Regions from separate parts of the Mus musculus genome. Here region 2 is linked to region 1. A link is a contact called in public Hi-C data. All regions are on one chromosome and are shown on one strand. Each heading gives the region's core, a stretch centred on a gene start, on an enhancer-like site or on the middle of the called end of the contact. The rest is flanking DNA. Distances are from core to core; before and after follow the strand shown.

The links. A called contact is a pair of places that touch in the nucleus more often than the background predicts.
Region 2: a Hi-C map of forebrain shows a contact between it and region 1, with 4 times the contacts expected there. The contact joins the enhancer-like site here to the promoter of Mbtps2 in region 1. A contact is called at or near these places in 2 of 484 Hi-C or Micro-C datasets (cerebral cortex and forebrain) and 2 of 9 other capture datasets (adipose tissue and pancreatic islet).

Annotation. Positions count from the first base shown.
Region 1 is chrX:157,596,476-157,601,350 of GRCm38.p6, forward strand. Mbtps2 (membrane-bound transcription factor peptidase, site 2) reads right to left here and starts at 2,240. Exons shown (of 11, transcript NM_172307.3): 1 at 2,021-2,240. The coding sequence starts at 2,095.
Region 2 is chrX:157,728,023-157,732,897 of GRCm38.p6, forward strand. The region is part of intron 4 of Smpx (small muscle protein, X-linked); the gene reads left to right. Among named protein-coding and RNA genes, the nearest start is that of Gm15169, 29 kb to the right of the region's middle. Within about 2 kb of position 2,714, at least 17 of the 459 cell types and tissues checked have an H3K27ac peak or open chromatin away from gene starts, as enhancers often do. A contact at or near this core is called in cerebral cortex and forebrain, where this site is marked.

The DNA.
Region 1 (4,875 bases), core at 990-3,489:
CGCATTCGTCCTAAAAGGCTATTTCAGGTCTTTTACCATCATAAAGAAATGGCCACAGTTTGAATGCCAGTATCTGTAATTGTCTCTACTGTCTTCTGATGGCATTTTTTTAAGCCTGCCTGTTTTCTATGACTTGAAAAGACGACTGGCACACCTGTGCAGCAGAGGTTTACTGGGCTACAAAAACCAAGGGTAAGACAGCAGGATCAAGAGAAGGGAAAAGTTCAGAAAAGCCAAGCTCTCAGGCACTGGCAAGAAGGCTCAGCCAGTAAAAACAGTGGCTTTTCTTTCAGAGGACCAGGTTCAAATCCCAGCACTCACATGGTGGCTAAGGAAGCATTTGTAACTCCAGTGCCAGGGAATACTTCTTCTGACCCCTGAGGGCACTGAATGCATGCAGTGTACATGTACAGAGAAGCAGACAAAACAGCCATATCCATTTGTTCAGGCAAGGCTGCTTCCCATTCCTAGGCAGATACCGAATCAGTACCACGCCTCAGGAGCTGGTGCTTTTATGAACACAGGGGATGCCCCAGAAATTAAAACCACATCCTCCTCACTCACTTGACCTGCGACCGACTGTATGAGTTTGATGAGTTCTATTTATCTGGGATTCTTTTTTTAACATATGAAACATGAAGAAATCATGCGCTTTTTCTCTTGAGCCCCATCACCAAATCACTGTGGCCTGTGCTGCTAAGCACTAAAACCAAGTCCACTGCACTAGTGATTCTCAAGCAAATGTGCAGAGAAATGATCAGGGGAACCTTGTTAAGCTTCAGACTGTGATTTTACAGGGCAGAGGTGACACCTGAGAGTCTGCCATTCTAACAAGGGCCCAGATCATCCAAGTGTTGTTGGTCCTTGGACCTCCGATACAGTATATTATCTGGACGCATAATATAATCCTCTCCATAAGTTCAGGTGATCCTTTCAGTTGCTTTCCCAATTTAAAGACAAGAAATGGAGGCACAAGTAACGATCTGCCTAAGGTCACAGAGGTTAGAAAGTGGCAGAGCCTAGCTCTCTTAAGCTCGCTCTTCATAGCCTGGCATACCAACGTTTAAATATGACAAAGAAGCACAGGTGCCATTTGATTTTATTGTTTCCTAAGACGAAGTGTCACGAGGTTATTTTGTTTAAAAGAACACAAACATGAAGGTTTTACTATTTATGATTGTGATTTCCAAACCCTTGGGAATTTCTAAGCTCGTATTCCCCACCCCCACTCCATTCCAAGGATGTCTGAAACACGTGCTCAGACAAACTCTTGAAATTTCTTCTTACGATTCCAGCACCCACAACACTCAAAAAAAAAAAAAGCACTGTGTGCTCAGAGTGTGTGTGGTCACTGTGAAAAAGGGAGTGTAGGGTGTAAATAGAATTTGAATAACAGAAAATGTGGCTATGTAAATTCTTGCTACTTTAAAGCACCGCCTGTGGGTCAGCACTGTCCGTCCGTGGGCCAGAGAAACTGGCTGGAAATACACAATCTTAGCTTTCCTCCCAGATCTGACGAAATCAGAATCTAAATTTAAACTAGAACCACCGATGCTCCTGTGTACTTTCGAGTTTGACGCCAGTGATTTAAGTCACAATCTGATTTCGGTTTATCACAACACTAGCAGCGTCTCACGGGTCCTAACCTTAGCACAAAGAAGAACCACAAAGCATTTTCTTAAGCGGAAGTTTTCGTTTCTTTTCCTCCTTCGAGCCGTGCCTCCCAAGCCCGCCAGACTCCTCCCGGGAAGGAGCCCAAAAGCCGCAGGGACCCGGCGGCGCCCGCAATGCGGTGGCCGCCACACCCCTCCCCTCCCGCAGCCTGCCTGCCCTACTTTCTTTACTCGGTCGGACGGATGCGCCACGCGGGAGAGCGCACGCAGACGCGGCGGGCGCTCGGAGCGGCTCCCGGCCCGGCGCGGAGACTCCGAAGGGGAAGAGAAAAGGCCTTGGGCGACACAGGACCATGCGCACCAGCCCTGGACTCCGCCGGCTGGGGCCTGAGGCCTGAGGCCCTCACCTTCAACACCAAGTCGGCCAGGTAGACGGCAGTCCAACCACCCACCACCACCACCAGCAGCGACACCGGAATCATCGTAGCGACGGATGGACGGCGGGCCCCGGCGGCCTGCTTCTGCGAGCCCCAGTCAGCCGTGCGCCCGCCCGGAGCCTTCCAGCTCCAGCATCCGCGCAGGAACTAAAGTGCTACCGGGTTCTTTGCTCCGGTGGCAACATTTCCCTCCGGACCCTTCCGGTGAGGACACTCAGCCGTTTTTTTTTTTTTTTTTTTTTTTTTGTTTTGTTTTGTTTTTTTTTTTTTTTTGGTGCATATGCCGGAAAAAGCGCGCGGGCTTCTTTTCCTGGGACGCTCGGGCTCCGGAATGCTCGAAGCTCGGGTCGTCCGTCCGGCAGCGTGCTTGTGACTCATGAGGCTTGACCCTCTCTGCGCTCTGCCCTTCCTTCTCACTGATTTCCATCTCCGGTTTGTTGTGCTTTTCATATAGCCGGAGTTTGGGATTGTCAGAAGTACATACCCACATTTAAATTAATCACGTCTCGTTCTAACGTCTTTATGCACGGCAATATCGTAATGGAGGCCTCATTTGTTCATTTCGGTGTTTTGAAAACTAAATATCTGTCTATATCTTAATCGAAATACGTAGCATTTCTTTTCTTTCTATTTTTTTTAAAGATTTATTTATTTATTATATGTGAGAACACTACAGCTGTCTTCAGACACTCTGGAGGAGGGAGTCAGATCTCATTACAGATGGTTGTGAGCCACCATGCAGTTGCTGGGATTTGAACTCAGGACCTTCAGAAGAGTAATTGGTGCTCTTAATCGCTGAGCCATCTCACCAGCCCCATACGTAGCATTTCTATCCAGAGAATTTCTTTCTAGTTTCCCTTCCTACGTATTTCTGTCCCCTGCCCCGTTCTGATTTATTAATTAATTTATTTATTTTTAATGTTGAATTCTGCGTAAATAGAACCACACTGTTAAAATCTGGATTATTTCGCGCGACATTTTGTTTTGTAAGATTTGTCTATATAACTGGTCTTTATTTTAAGACAGGGTCTCACTATGCAATCCAAGCCTGGCATTCACTATACAGAGTAGGCTGGCCTTGAACTCTCAGAGTTAACCTGCACTTAAGAGTTGTGCATCAAAAATACCTGGCTGTTGATTAAAAAAAAAAAACAAAAACTTTCATCTAAGACTTGAGGAGCCGGGCGTAGTGGCGCACGCCTTTAATTCCAGCACTCGGGAGGCAGTGGCAGGCAGATTTCTGAGTTCGAGGCCAGCCTGGTCTACAAAGTGAGTTCCAGGACAGCCAGATCTATACCGAGAAACCCTGTCTCGGAAAAAAAAAAAAAAAAAAAAAAAAAAGACTTGAGGTTTGGGCTATTGCTACATATTGGAGTTCTAGACCTGGAAAAATGGCTCAACACGTAAAGGCACTTGCTGCCTAACCTGACTACCTGAGTCAGTCCCAGGGGGACAACATGATGAGAGAAACAGCCCTTGCAGGTTTTCCGTTGATCTACTGGCCTATAAAATAGGTTAGATGAAACTTTTAAAAATTGGAGCACTGACCATCTGTCTAGTGAACTAAAGTGTAGTTCTCAGCCTTGGTTGCACAGTACCTTCACCAGGGGCCTTTAAAGTCCCCCTGGTTTCTGGAGCCTGGACCAATTAAATGAGAAGCTCTGTGAAACAGACCCAAGGCTGTATCATTTTAAACGCAGTCCCATCTCTGTGTCCCCAAGTACAGATCCACCTAAGGACCCAGGACTTTGATACTCTGAGCTACACCCTCTAGCCATACGGCATTCTCTCTTTTTAAAAACAAAGTCTGTAACCCAGACTGGACTTAAAGCTCTACATAGCAGAGGAAACTTGTCCTCTTTTCTCCAATTCCTGAGTGCTAGGATTGATTACAGGTGTACACCTGTACCATGAAGCCGGGATTCACATAATCTATTAGCTATCCATAGGCTCTTGAAAAAGAGTGGTTTTGGTTTTGTAGCTAAAGTCGCCTTCAAGTTTCTGTAAAGCAACGTAGAAAATTGTTCTAGTATACAAGCCATAGGCGTTGTCTACAGTGAAGCTAGTTGGAAACTTATCCTTGATTCTCAAGAATAGGTGAACTTGGAGGCCTTATTTACGTATAGTCCTGCTAACAATTTCTCTTTTTTGGTTATATAGCCTGACTTTTTACTTGGTTCACTCAAATGGAACTACTAATCTGTAAACACCTTGATCTTGTGGCATAATGGGGTATTGTATTCTATGCCAAAGCTGTTGAGCAAGCACTGGAGTTAGAAAAAAAAGGGGGGGGCACATCGTCCGTTCAGTGACAGGCGCAGGGCACAGAGTTTTCCTTACGTTTTAATTACTTGGTAATATGTCTCTGGCTTCAGAAGTGACTCTGTTTTACCTCTGTTTGTATACATGTGTTTATGTGTTTTTATAAATGACTTGGATTTTTTTAATGTAGGTGAATATGCTATAAATGTTTACATTCAAGTACCCTGTGAATTCATAACTTTTTATATTTTCTTGGTGTTGTGTTAACCTTTGAGAATTTCTGAGGTGTGAATGCTAGCTAGATACTTACAAAATCTACTACTTGGAAGCTTATTTTTATTTTATACTTTAAATTTTAAATTTTAATTTATGGTAGTAAATTTTAAATAGTTAAATCTTTTAATCCCTCTAACAAAAAAAATGACAGGGATTTGGCCAAAATGAAAAGTTAAAATTATACTTACTGCTCAAAATTTCAAAAATTAAACACGGTTGAAATTTTATCTCCCTACTATTTTCCAAATGTTCTTTTGTATAAATGTGTTAGAATTTGTACTTCTGAA
Region 2 (4,875 bases), core at 1,464-3,963, 130 kb after region 1:
TGATGGCTCTGTATTTGGGTAATATGATTAATATTAATTTGTGAATGGAAACATTCTTGTGAAATGACAAAGAATATTAAGTTTAAATTCAATTTATATACACCCTAAAGCAAAGCAAGAGGGCTCATTCCTATAATATCAACACTTGGGAGGCTGGGGGATAGGCGATTATTGTGATCTCCAGGTTAGCTTGGGCTAAAGAGTGTAATCTTGCCTTAAAACCTAGAACAAAAAAACCAACTAAATAAAACACCCCCCCTAAGAAACTACTGAAACAGAAACTCAGAAATTAAAAGTAATTGCCCCAAATAATTTTCTTTCTTAGTATCATACTTTGACTTATTTCCTCTTATTCCCCGCGTATAAATATGAGGTATCCTACAGGAAGTTGTTAACAATAGGAAGATTTGGGGTCATTAAGCTATGGTCTCAGTTCCTTCTACCTTTGCAACTTTGGGTTCAGCGTCTCTATTTTGTTTATTCATAATAAGCAGAAAATAGCATACCCTGATTGTGGTACCTTTGAAGGCTGGGGGTGGGGGGTGCTTCTAGAAGAAGTGTATGTAAGCACAATGCCCAGGCTAGGCAGTGCCTCACACAATGAGAGCCGGTTCTTTCAGCCTCTTCTGCTGACATACTATCATTCATAGCATTTCTACAGTTTTGCATCTTGCTTTTTCTGCCATACAGTTTATTGTAAGAGTGATTGTTTTTATGTTGCTTTGCAGCCTGCAGGACTAAGATGATTTATTTTTCAGAGTCTGACTTATCACGATTTCAGAAGCTATTCCCTGTACAGAAGACAGAGGACCGATTTATTGGTTTATAAAGAACTATATGTAAAAAGGAAAACAAAACCAAAAAGCTTCTCCCAATGTCTTCTCTGTGATTTGCTGGGCACTTTCCCCCCCTCAGTTCTGATGTGTTCCCTGTTTTGACCCAATTACATAGGTTCTATTCTCTTTCTCTAGAGGAAATGGTTGGAGGTGGTTTTCTAACTTTTAGTGAAGCTGCCTTTCTTTGTATTGGTAACCTCCTTTTGCCTTCTTCACTTGGTTGGGAGGACAGTTTCTTCAATGTTTCTTAACTACATCGAGGTTTCAGAGTTTCATTCAGTTCTTTTGTTGTCTCATAAAACTTTTGTGCTAGGACATATTTACAACCTGCATAGAAACAGTTGGCTCAGGACCCAATTCTGCAAATTTGTATACATTGGTATGTAACTTTTCCTGGACCAAAGGACGGTCACGACTGGCACATGCTTTGCTTTCAATATTGTGGAAAGCTTTTCTCAGTGTTTTATGACCTAGGATATAGGGTGTGTGTGTGTGTGTGCTCTAGAGACATTTGGCAATGTCTAGACAAATTGGTGTACAGGGTGAGCAAGAAGACAAGGATATTGATAAACATCCCATAATTTCCAGAAGAGCACCCTACACAAAGAATTATCCAGTCCTAAATGTTAGTAGTGCTAGCAAAGAATAAACCCAATTTTCTGCTTGAGAGATTAATGTCACATCCAAGCAGTCTCTTCACTGCACTTTATAGAAATTAAAATGCTAAAGAAAAAAGGCATAGGAATTAACTACCTAACAGGTATAGTTTTTTTTTTTTTTACCATAATTAACTTTGTGGAAATAAGGCAGTCAGATAAAATTTTTATCCATTAGCAAATTAGATATTTAGAATATATCTAATATATCTACCTGGGTTATACAATTATCTCAGCAGTTCTGCAAACTTTTAAACTCAATGGTACGTACTAGTAGCAAATATAAGTAACCAAGAGCACCATTATAATTTCTTCACCACCCTGAGCAGTCCCATCTGTTATATGCTTGGGAATGACTGATGGAGCATTCTGTGTTCCACATTCATATTTCCCTTACCACTTGTGTCAACCACAAGGGATGGCTTATTCATTTATAGCCCAGTAAATGCTAAGAATGGTTATTCGGTTGCACTAGAGTCACCCTGCTTGTAAGTCACTCCAGCATCTGCAATACTATTTACCCAGTCCTGTGAACCATGGCCACCTGCTGCATCATCCTTTTAAAAATGTCCTTTTAGTCAACCATAGTCCTTTCAAATATTTTTCTGTGCCAGCTCTGAGTGAAACAAGCAAAGGCTACAAGAATGCAGAAACTTCCATCCCACCAAGGAGGGTATTGAGCCACTATTCTCATGTGCTGGCTTCTTTGTTTCTTTGTTTGAATGTTTACCCATTCATTCAGTCAGTCAGCAGCTAGTAACTGTGAAGGACACCCCCTCCGGGTTCAGAGATGATCAGGTACAGGGGATCAGGGCACGTAGCCTGACTCATAGTTTAATATGTGAAATATTGTATGAGAACACAAGAAATTGCTGTCCCTTAAAGGTCTTAAGAAAAGGAAATGGTTAATGACTATAAAATGTAAATGAAAGAAAAAGAAGTGCAGGGAAGGAGAGGAGACAGAGTAGAACAAGATTATGACCACAGGACATGGTGAGGGCCCTGGTCAGGGTCAACCTAGCTGCTGCTGAGAAAAGCCAGGCCTCTGCAGAGTCCACCTTTGCTCCCAGGATGAGCGAAGGCTTGTCAGGCAGGGCTGTGTTGTTCTCAAGTGTAGCTGTCTTCCAGCCATGAAGCCTTTTCTCTCATTCCCCCTCTCACGCTGTGTGCAGCCCACGCAGAAAACCAGGAAAGTGAATTCTGGGCTGTCTAATCAGACTTGGCTGCATCGTGACAACGCTGCTCGTTTCAACTCCCCACACATGCTGTGGGGTTTGAGAAGAAGGCATCACTAGGAACAAATCAAGACTTGCAGATTTCCTTTGTGCTCCCTTGCCAGTGTCCCCTGCCTGTGAACTCATTAATCCACATGCTCTGGTTTATATCTTTATGCAGATGGTGAGGTGGTAGCTGGTTTAATCCCAGGCAGGGATGGTCAATTGGCTTCCCACTGAGTGAATTTTCTATTAAGCAGTTGACAAATTAGAGTCTCTTTCATCTAGGCAGGTGGCACCAAGGCAGCTCACAACAATTCCTCTTGAGTGCTGAAAAACAGCAGAAAGCAAGCATGCCCTGTTGCCAGAAAGTCACTGGCAGCCTTCTGTTGGAGGGTCAGTGATAACTTCCTTACACCATGGAAAACCCGCCCTGACATGATACAGCAGGGACTACGAAATTCTTGGCCAGCCCCTATGACCTAGCTCTAGCCTGACTCTCAAATAGTACAAAAGGTGCCTGGCCTTTAGTTCCAAAGACAATTCCTAAAAATGTGCCAAGCATTTTTACTAAATGCCAAGTGTTCATACATCCCATTTATTCAGAATCCATTTTCATTTCTTAATCATTTTCTACATGGGCTAAGTAGAATATACCCTGACTGGATTAGCTTTTTCCTTCAAGATGCATATTAGCACTAGGAACCACGCTTAATCAGGACAATTTTAAAGTATGTGTGCACCTATTGTGCCATACATGACTACACAAGAAGTAAATGTCGAGAACTCAGAGTAGTTGGGTGTGGATATGAGAAGGGACATTTGCTCACACGGAAAATGAAGAAACAAGGTTCCGAGTGTGACTCAGCAAGGAGTGTATGGGGGTGATTAGAGCAGTCAGTTGTGATTGCACGAGATGGTGTGGACAGGCTTCCTGACACAGAATTTGCCATCTGAGAGAAACCACTAGATGATACATGTTCTGGTACACACTTGGACTCAGTTTCCACTTAATGCTCTCCTGAGATTCCATAACTCTGAGCAGAATGCAAATGTAAGCGGTGGAACCCTAAGGGCAGTGAGGTGTTTTAGATGGGACACTTAAGACAATCAAACACTGCGAAAGCGTTCATTCCTTTTGCTGTCCCTACACCCTTCCCCTTGCTTCCAAAGCTGGAAACTGTTTCGCTTTTAAATAAAGTGCCCTCTAAAGAGTAGCTCAGCCTATTTCTGTAGAGATCTGGAAGAAAGTGTGCTGAACGTGAAAAGGCACTAATTATCTGTGACTAATCTGAGCTCACCCAGAGGCTCCCGAGGATCTCAGAGGACCTGCTTTTTCTTTGGCTCCTCCTACTTTGCTTTGCCAGAGCCTCTGCCCTTGGTAAGAAGATTTCCAGTCTGCAAGTACCCTCTTTCTCCTGGAGGAGGCGCTGCAGCTCAAGTTTTCAAAGCCTGCTCGGTGGCAGTTTTTCAAAGCTCCAGAGGGCATTACCAGAGTTTCACCAGAGCACTTTCGTTTTGTATTGAAAACTTCAAGGGACTTTTCTCCTCTTTTGCCCATTTTCAACTAGTAAATGGTTTGTAATTTTTGGATCCCCCCACCCCCGAATATGGTCAGTGTTAAGAAACATTTAGAGATCGAGCTACTATTTCTCTGAGGTTAAAGAAAAGTCAAGATGTTTCCTATACCACTTTTTGAACCTTTTTTTTGGGGGGGGGGGGCTTGGTAGACAAAGGTATCTCGCCTATTTCATGCAAGGACTATGTAGAAGCCTGGTCCAGGGAATAAATTGAGAACTATGTCTCTCTGAACAACATTACAGCGTGCCCTAATCTTAAGGCACCACTCACACCCAACTAGTGCCCTACAGGAGGGTTCTCTCTTTCTCTCCCTCCTTCCCTCCACTTTTCCCTCCCTGCCTCCCTTCCTCCCTGTCTCCCATTCTCCCTTCCTCCCTGCCTCATCCCTTCCCCACTCCCTTCATTACTTACTTTGGGAATTGAGCAATGTCTCTTTTGCAGTAAGAGGGAAACAGGCAGGCTGTCACGAACAAATGCAGGTGCTAATTAAATAATATGGGAACCTACAGACTTTGTGAAGTGGCTGCTTAAAGGGGCATCATAAGCAGGCAGTAAAGAAAAAGAGGTTTGTTAGGGATTTATTTAAAA